2 separate regions of the Sus scrofa genome follow, and region 2 is linked to region 1. Evidence: chromatin contacts called from public HiChIP or PLAC-seq data. All regions are on one chromosome and are shown on one strand. Each heading gives the region's core, a stretch centred on a gene start, on an enhancer-like site or on the middle of the called end of the contact. The rest is flanking DNA. Distances are from core to core; before and after follow the strand shown.

Region 1 (4,299 bases), core at 1,311-3,810:
CGCCAGATCCGAGCTGCGCCTGCAACCCACACCACAGCTCACGGCTACACCAGATCATTAACCCACTGAGCGAGGCCAGGGATCAAACCCACAACCTCGTGGTTCCTAGTCAGATTCGTTTCCAATGCACGACAACAGAACTCCTACTTTTGAATTTCTATATGTAAGGAACCTTAAAGTAAAACCTTAAAGTTCATTTAAATAACTGTATGGACCCAAAACTCTCATGAGTTTTAACTCTATGAGTTATAACACTTATTTGATTTTTTTAAAGATTGTTTCGGAAAGGGGATTAGTAAGCTATGAAGAAGAAAATGGCTATAAAAAAAAGGATTTCTCTCCCTTAAAGCAGCAAATAGTCACTGATAAATCACACTATGCTCTGGGATAAATTCTATAATCTCTTATTCAGCAGATATTTGAGAAGTATGACAGAATATTCCCCAAACTTCCATCCCGCAGTGAAGGTAAGATGGGTATAAGCCTTCCTCACAGAGAAAGTTCCACACAGGAGGGGAGATTCCTCCCTGACTGGGCTCAGTAAACACTGAGGAGTCCACATGAGGTTGAAGGTCTGGGTGCAGGGAGGTTACCTGGAGCTGTCCTGGAGGAGGCAGCAGGAGACGGTCAGTGGTCCCACTGGTATCCACCCTGGGCAGCGGGGCTCAGCATGGCACTGAGAGATGACAGGAGGTGGGATGTCTCCATTGATGAGGCCTGTGGGACCCCGTCCTGTGCCCTGGCTGTGTGTGCTGGGCAGTCTCCGGAGGCTGCTGATGACCCAGGGAGCTGTCCATCAGGCTGGAGCTGAAGTGACGGGGATCAAGGAGCCTGGCATGAGCCTCGAGAGCCCAGGCACTGCCAGCCAGGGAGGTGTCCAGACCCACATCCTCCACACAGGCCACACTCTGCATAGGACAGAACAGCCCCAGAGCCCTCTCCACAGCCTGGTATTTGAGGAGCTCCCACTGCACTTTGGGGCCTCCCTGGACCCCAGACCCTGCCACTCTTTTTTGGACTGACTTCTGTTTTCTGGCTTGTCTGTGAAAGAGCAGAGCTACCAACTGCTAAGCAGATGGACAAGGAAGCGCTCAGGCAGCCCTCTTCAAGCCATCAAAGGGACATGTAGAAAAACAAGGTGTGCGTAAAAGAAACCTCCAGAACCTTTCAGAGATCCACTCATAGTGGCCTTGGAATAAACACTTTGACTCTCTATACAACACCTGAATTTATAATCAGCCTGTTACTTAAAACATCATAATCAGATTTCTGTCATTACACTGTTTTTTGTTTTTTGTTTTTGTCTTTTTGCCTTTTCTAGGGCCGCTTCCGCAGCATATGGAAACTCCCAGGCTAGGGGTCGAATCGGAGCTGTAGCCCCCGGCCTACGCCAGAGCCATAGCAACTCGGGATCTGAGCTGCGTCTGCAACCTACACCACAGCTCATGGCAATGCCGGATCCTTAACCCACTGAGCAAGGCCAGGGATCGAACCCACAACCTTATGGTTCCTAGTCAGATACGTTAACCACTGAGCCATGACAGGAACTCCATCATTACAGTTTCGATGTTTTGCTTTGAATGGATTCTAATTAAAATGCATGTTTTAGAAGAGCCCAATAGTAAAAACAAACAAACACACAAACAAAAAAAACCCCCCAAACTTTACATTTGGAAAGTTCATTGTTTTGATGTCATGTTTCTGTCCAGACTTTGGGCTTTTGCCCTAATGCAAACCTCATTCATTTTTATAGGCTCACTTTTCTTTTTTGCTTTTTAGGGCCACACATGTGGCATATGGAAGTTTCTAGGCTAGGGGTTGAATCAGAGCTGCAGCTGATGGCCTACACCACAGCTCACGGCAAGGACAGAATCTAAGGCCAGGGACTGAACCCGAATCCACATGGATACTAGTCGTGTTCGTAACCCCCCATGCCACAAGGGGAGCTCCCATACACAAACTTTTGAAAATCGGAAGAGCAAAAGCTACAGTTCCAGTCATTTGAACACAGTGGTAACTGAAATAGACTTTCAAAGGCCCTACCAGGAAGCAGTATATGTATTTATGCACACCTGTGTACAGCTGCTCCTCTGTGATGTAATGTGTTGGGAGGCCAGTCGAATTTCGTGTGTACCCTGGTAGTGCTGTAAGGATCTGGAGTAAGCAGCTTTACACCACAGTGCAGACTCTGATCTCGCAAATGGTAGGCCAGACACCCACCCCTTGGCCTGCTCTCGGGCCCCAAGCCAGGCTGGGTCCAGCCCCAGCTTTTGTGTGGGAGCCTGAGGTCCCACTTCTGTGAGATTTCCTGCTTACTGGTCAAGGGCGGCACAGGCTTTGGAGCTTACAGACTGGGGGGCTCAAGTATCAGCTCCATTGCTACATGTCACGTGGACAACAGGGCACTGGCGGGAAGGCTGGAGGGTGTCCTGCCACGCACAGCCCCAGCACAGGGAGCTACTATTGCAGCCTTCCTTGCTAAACAAGCCCAGTCCCTGTGGGCTGGGAGCAAGCACTGCCATGACACTGGCTCTACGCCCTCAGTGGTGACAGGTGCGGCTGCCACTCTTCCCGCTGCAGCAGTTCTGGCCTCAGGAGCTGGGGCAGCCCTGCCACAATGGAGACGGTGGCCCCGGGCCCAGGACCTCCTCCCCACAGGTTATGTAAAATATATCTGCTTTGTTTCTCATTACTCTAAGTGTGTATAGTCTTTGTAGTTAAATGTTCTGTGTGTTGGGGGGGTATTCTTACAGTCTTAGTAATAAACTGTGACAATCCTAAGGGATAATAGTTAAAATAATTTCCCGCCTTGGCCCCCATTTTGTCCTCCTCTGGCTTCCTTTCTGTGAGGGGCAGGGGAGCTGTTCCTAATCTGAGACTGTCCTGGCCCCCATGCCACATGTGAACCCTCTTACTAACCCGATCTGCCCAGGAGCAAGTGGGCTTGCCTCACTGTCAATCTCCTGTTACGTCAACCTCCGCTCCTGGGGACGCAGCCTAATGGTTCTTAATCAGGGGCACACTGTGCACTTGGTGCTAAAAGTTGCCACCAATGCCAGCTTCTGATGCCTCGACATTCTGGTGATTGTCCCAAAGTGGAAAATTCCAATCGGAGCTGCTCGAGTGTCACAAATACAGGCTCAGATGCTGAGGCCACTGCTGAGCCCCTCAACAGAAAAGCAGTAGGAAAAGCAAACACACTATTTTTTAACCAAGGAGGAATGGGGTATTTCCTGAGATCAAATCCTCTTGGACAATGAAATATTAAACATGTTTTGATGCCTAAAAACTAGGTCTAATCACCAGTTTGGATACCTGCTCTCAAGTATGGATGTGGGTGTCTGAAAATAGCTAATAACCCTGTGCTGCCAAGTCAAGCTGGACAGTGACAGGGCTTCAGCAAACGTTCCCCAGCTGTCAGGCTGTGGGACGAAGGAAGCAGAAGCACAGGCAGGAAAGAATGCCCCTTTTCTGTGATCATAAAGGTCCAAAGCAAGGACTTCACCTTAGTTCCTGGCATGACTGGAAAAGTGCTAAACCAGCAGCTGGGATCCAAATGTCAGGTTCAGCTCTCCTGCTCGCCCTTCCTCAGCTGAAATATTCTAAAGTGACCCACTAGAGACAAAATTCTATATAAGTTCTCTGTAAGCCTCGGGTTTATGACTCTGAAAACTCTTATCTAAAATGCTTCCAAAATAATGCAGTTATTACTAAATGGCCTGGATTTCTCAACAAAAATTGACTAGATTTTGTAGACAAGTGTTTGATAGTTCTTCCATCATCTCTAGCAGGAGAATAAAAAGAAAATGACGGCAGAGCACCATGGCAATCCCACCCTGTGCCACCATCTCCAGACCAAGCTTGAGGGGAGGGGATGCAAGGGGAGGACACGGCGGTTGGTGTCTGAGGACCTCACAGTCCCACCTTTCAGGGGCGCATGCTCAGAGAGAACACAAGTAGCCACCATTCTTAGGGAAGTAAAGCACTAACCACCAAGTCACCACATGTCCAAAGAAAATACCAACTCAAATGCAACAAAAGACAAACTAGTAAAAATGTGCTTCAAATCCTTGTAGCATCTCAAATCTTGTACTTAGAGGTGCATTACAAGGTAACAGATTAAATATTTGTGTATATACAGGAAATCCTCTAAGTTCTTTTCCTTAAAAAAAAAAAAAACCAAAAAAACCCTAGTTTTAAGGGGTTAAAACATCCCACTGGCTTACCCCAATTAGATTATATTAGGTAGGTTTCATACAGATGATATTAGATATATTTCATATACCTTATACTTAAGAG
Region 2 (3,977 bases), core at 423-2,922, 310 kb before region 1:
TTGCTGTTTTGCTGCTTGTTGCATGCACACAGGAATGGAAAGCGAGCTCCTTTTCCCCTTCCCCAGCGCCGTTTGACCTCTCCCAAGATACACCAGCAGCCTGCTTACTACTAAACGCAATCCAAAAGGCCTTTAAAAATACAGTGTATATCATTTTTTTTGTACTAGCCAGTTTATTGACACTATTTGAAACTTTTGAAATATAAACGGAGAGGCTTTTTGTTGAGACATTGTCACCAAAACAATTTTTTGAAATGTTTCTGAAACTAACATGGGTTTTAAAATTAAAGGATTGTTACCATCCTCAGTTGTTGGGAGGAGGGAAAAATATCACTTTATTCCATTTGGAGAATATTATTATCTATAGGTGTATGACTTTTATTTTCTAAAACAGTAAGCTAAAATGAATTTTTATAATTTTAATTTGAAGACTGAATAAATATTTTTCATAAAGATTGTTTTGAGTGCTAATTTGTTTACCTTTTGTAGAATTGGTTTATACATGATAATCAGTACAGCTGTTATTTCTTTGTAATATTTAAAAAATATTAGTGAGACTAAGAGGTGTAGTGAAATGAAAGTAACTTGACTGTATAGTTTGTAGCCAAATTAAACATTTGGTATTGCTTCATTTATAATCTGGTGGTAAAATGAAAACACCTTTGTAAGTTCTTGATTCATACTCACTAAAGATATTTCTAATATGTGCTTGTACATTTTTATGGTGTGATTCCGGGGCTTAAGTTTTCCTTCAAGTCGAATTTGGACACATTATTTAAGAAGCAGTTAAAATTTAGCTAAAACTGCATGGACAGTAACCTCCACATTCCATGCCCCAGGATCTTCTTGATTTTGTTGGCTGCTTCATTTAGTTCATGTCTCCTGATGACAAAGCTAGAAATCTTTTTTTGCAAAATTGCTTAAGTATTACGGGTAAGTCATAAAATGGCGGAAGACTAAGAGGACATATTTTTTGAGCCCTTTTACTTATCAAAATTTTGTACTATCCTAAGATTTCTGAAGAAAAACAGTTAAGTATGTTCAAAGATCATGTTTCTTCAAAAGCACGTTGCAATAGCTGGCTATACTCTGTGATCGTCTCTCTGAATTGCTTCTGGGTATCATGTATTGACTAAAAAACGTGCTGCTGCTGCTACTGCTGCTACAGATGAAGCGGTGCTGAAAGAGAAAGCTTACTTGATTTGTAAATTACAGTGCAGGGTCAAATGCGTCTCTGAGAGATTAAGAAATGTTTTAAATTATAAAATTAACGTCTTTTTGTAACATTCATACTGAGAATTTCTTTTTTTTCTTTTTTTTTTTTTTTTAGCATTTTTAGTTTAACAGATTGTATTTCTTTTTTCAAGTTTCTATACTTGCTTAAACAAGCCTGATTTGAGTAAGGGTCTTGATTTTGCTGTTATGTTCTGTTAGTTTTGGCATGAATATACTAAAGCTTTTTTTTCTAGCATGTGTTTTTTCCTCTTTGGTTCTCTTTGTATTTACTCCTTTTCTCTTTTTCTTCTGTTTTTTCTTTTTTTCTCTCTCTGTTGTTTTGGTGTTTTGTTCCTGTCTTCGCTGTTTCAGGTGTTTCTTTCCCCCTCTGGACTCCCCACGGGCTGCATGGAGCCGGCCCAGCTATGCCCAGCTCCCTCCTCCTCCTCCTCTGGTAGAGCACTCTTGCGCTGCTGACACTGCCAGCCTCCAGTATCCTCACCCTCGCAGACCATCTCTCTCTCGGCCTCTTAATCCCTTGCCTGAGAATGAAGGGGTTTAAAACACTGATTTAACACTTAAAGGCCTTATTCAAGTGCTTGTAAATGCTTTCATTCTTGGCTTTTTGTTTTTCTTCATTTTCTTTCAGAAGATTTTTCTAATTTAGGGTCTGTCTTGCATGTACTACAACCAGAACATGGTGTTTGGAACCTAAATGTGTTTGTGCTTCCACATCAAAGGAATAGTTGCCTCGTTGGTTGATAACCTTTGATGAAATATGAGATGTGTACACACAACAGTGACTCTGAGAGTTAACACACAGTAGCTGACTTCAGAACCTTTGGTGAAATACGAGAGGTGTACACATGACGGCCACAGTAGCTGGCTTCAGAATGCCTGTTCTGTACATTTTATTTTGAACTGTCACGGTATTAAGTTTCTTGTGATTTGTCATACTGGTTAATGTGAAAGCATATCATTACAAAGATCATTATAAAGTTCACTTTGCCTTTGAGACATATTAAGAAATGTTCTTAATTTTACAGGCTAATGTTGCAAATGACTAGTTTGTAAAATAAATCATTCCTGTGTATAAAGCAGCAAAACTTAATATGGACTGTTTGGTCTTTTTTTTTTTTTTTTGTTTTAAAGGAGACTGCCTCTTTTACTGCTTGGAATTACTGTTTAAAACTTTTGTAATTATTGTCCAAGTAGATTCTTTAATAAAATATATTTTTAAAGATATGAATCTGTTGCCTTATAAAAATAGAATGTATCCTATTTGATGGTTGGTAATGCTTTTATCTTCTTAAAATATCACGTTGCTAAAACAAACAAAAAATCCAAACAAATTAAGGGCTAATCATGGCATTTATTTAGAAAGGAGAAAGTTATATGTAGACTAACATCTAGAACTGAAAAATGTCCGCTTTCAATCTAATATACATTAGATTGTATTCTAAAATGGTATTTTATTTTTTTGCTTTTTAGGGCCTCATTCACAGCATATGGAGGTTCCCAGGCTAGGGGTCCAATAGAAGCTATAGCTGCTGGCTTACACCACAGCCACCACAACGCCAGATCCGAGCCACATCTATGACCTGTACCACAGCTCATGGCAACGCCAGATCCTTAAGCCACGGAACAAGGCCAGGGATGGAACCCACAACCTCATGGTTCCTAGTCAGATTTGTTTCTGCTGAGCCATCACAGGAACTCCCCTAAAATGATATTTTAAAATCTGAAATCAGAATATACTTGACAATGACTGATAAAATGATTAAAACTGTGGGACTAGTAATATTTCAGTTTTCTCAGGAATTCTCATGGCTAGAGAAAGATGTAATTGGAACAGCATGTCTGTAAGCTAATCACACATAGATATAGTTGTAAATGTATATTATAACTTATAACCCAATTTTCTTTTCTTTTCTTTCTTTTTTTTTTTGTCTTTTTGCCTTTTCGCCTTTTCTAGGGCTGCTCCTGTGGCATATGGAGATTCCCAGGCTAGGGGTCGAATTGGAGCTGTAGCCGCAAGCCTACGCCACAGCCACAGCAACACGGGATCCGAGCCACGTCCGCGACCCACACCACAGCTCGCGGCAACGCCGGATCCTTAACCCACTGAGCAAGGCCAGGGATCAAACCCACAACCTCATGGTTCCTAGTTGGATTTATTAACCACTGCACCACGACGGGAACTCCCTAACCTAATTTTCAAAGACTCTTTCCTATCAGTGTCATAACCCTTGAGCAAAGGATAAATAGCTTCTAAGATACATTTTAAGGAACATGTGAGTTTTGTATGTCTAGTAATTTAAATGTTTTGTATGTAGAGTTATCTTAGCATTCCAATGTAAGAAAAAAGCTCTTTCTAAATAATTTTCAAAGGTCTTCATTCTGTTAAAGAATATGTTTAAGACTAGTGGACTTGTCTAGTTTCATAGTAACAAGGATCTCACTTTAAGCTGGGATCTAGCTCAGGATTAGGATTCCAGGTCTTTGAGATTTCCAATCATAGAGGCACCTGGGATAGGATGGTAGAATGAGTTGACACAGACTCTTCAATTCAGTGAATATTGGGCATCTTGTATAAGATACTGAGTCAAATAATCAGAGATATGTAAAAGGAGGTAGTTTGTATACATTCACTCTGATGGAAGAAGGCATTTACAGAATTTACAAGGGGGTAATGAGGATTCAGCTTCATAGTAAAGGTTGAGCAGTACAGTAGGCATTACATTGATTTATTGGAGCCAGCA

Evidence for each region. HiChIP or PLAC-seq counts read pairs in DNA pulled down with a chosen protein or histone mark.
Region 2: a contact with region 1 is called in an H3K27ac HiChIP or PLAC-seq map of skeletal muscle. The contact joins two enhancer-like sites. A contact is called at or near these places in 1 of 47 Hi-C or Micro-C datasets (embryonic fibroblasts) and 1 of 2 datasets of contacts at active chromatin or transcription factors (skeletal muscle).

Annotation. Positions count from the first base shown.
Region 1 is chr6:96,396,497-96,400,795 of Sscrofa11.1, reverse strand. No RefSeq gene overlaps it. Among named protein-coding and RNA genes, the nearest start is that of FAM210A, 35 kb to the right of the region's middle. Within about 2 kb of position 2,560, at least 5 of the 83 cell types and tissues checked have an H3K27ac peak or open chromatin away from gene starts, as enhancers often do. A contact at or near this core is called in skeletal muscle, where this site is marked.
Region 2 is chr6:96,709,181-96,713,157 of Sscrofa11.1, reverse strand. All of the region lies in intron 8 of CEP192 (centrosomal protein of 192 kDa), which reads left to right. Among named protein-coding and RNA genes, the nearest start is that of CEP192, 23 kb to the left of the region's middle. Within about 2 kb of position 1,672, at least 3 of the 83 cell types and tissues checked have an H3K27ac peak or open chromatin away from gene starts, as enhancers often do. A contact at or near this core is called in skeletal muscle, where this site is marked.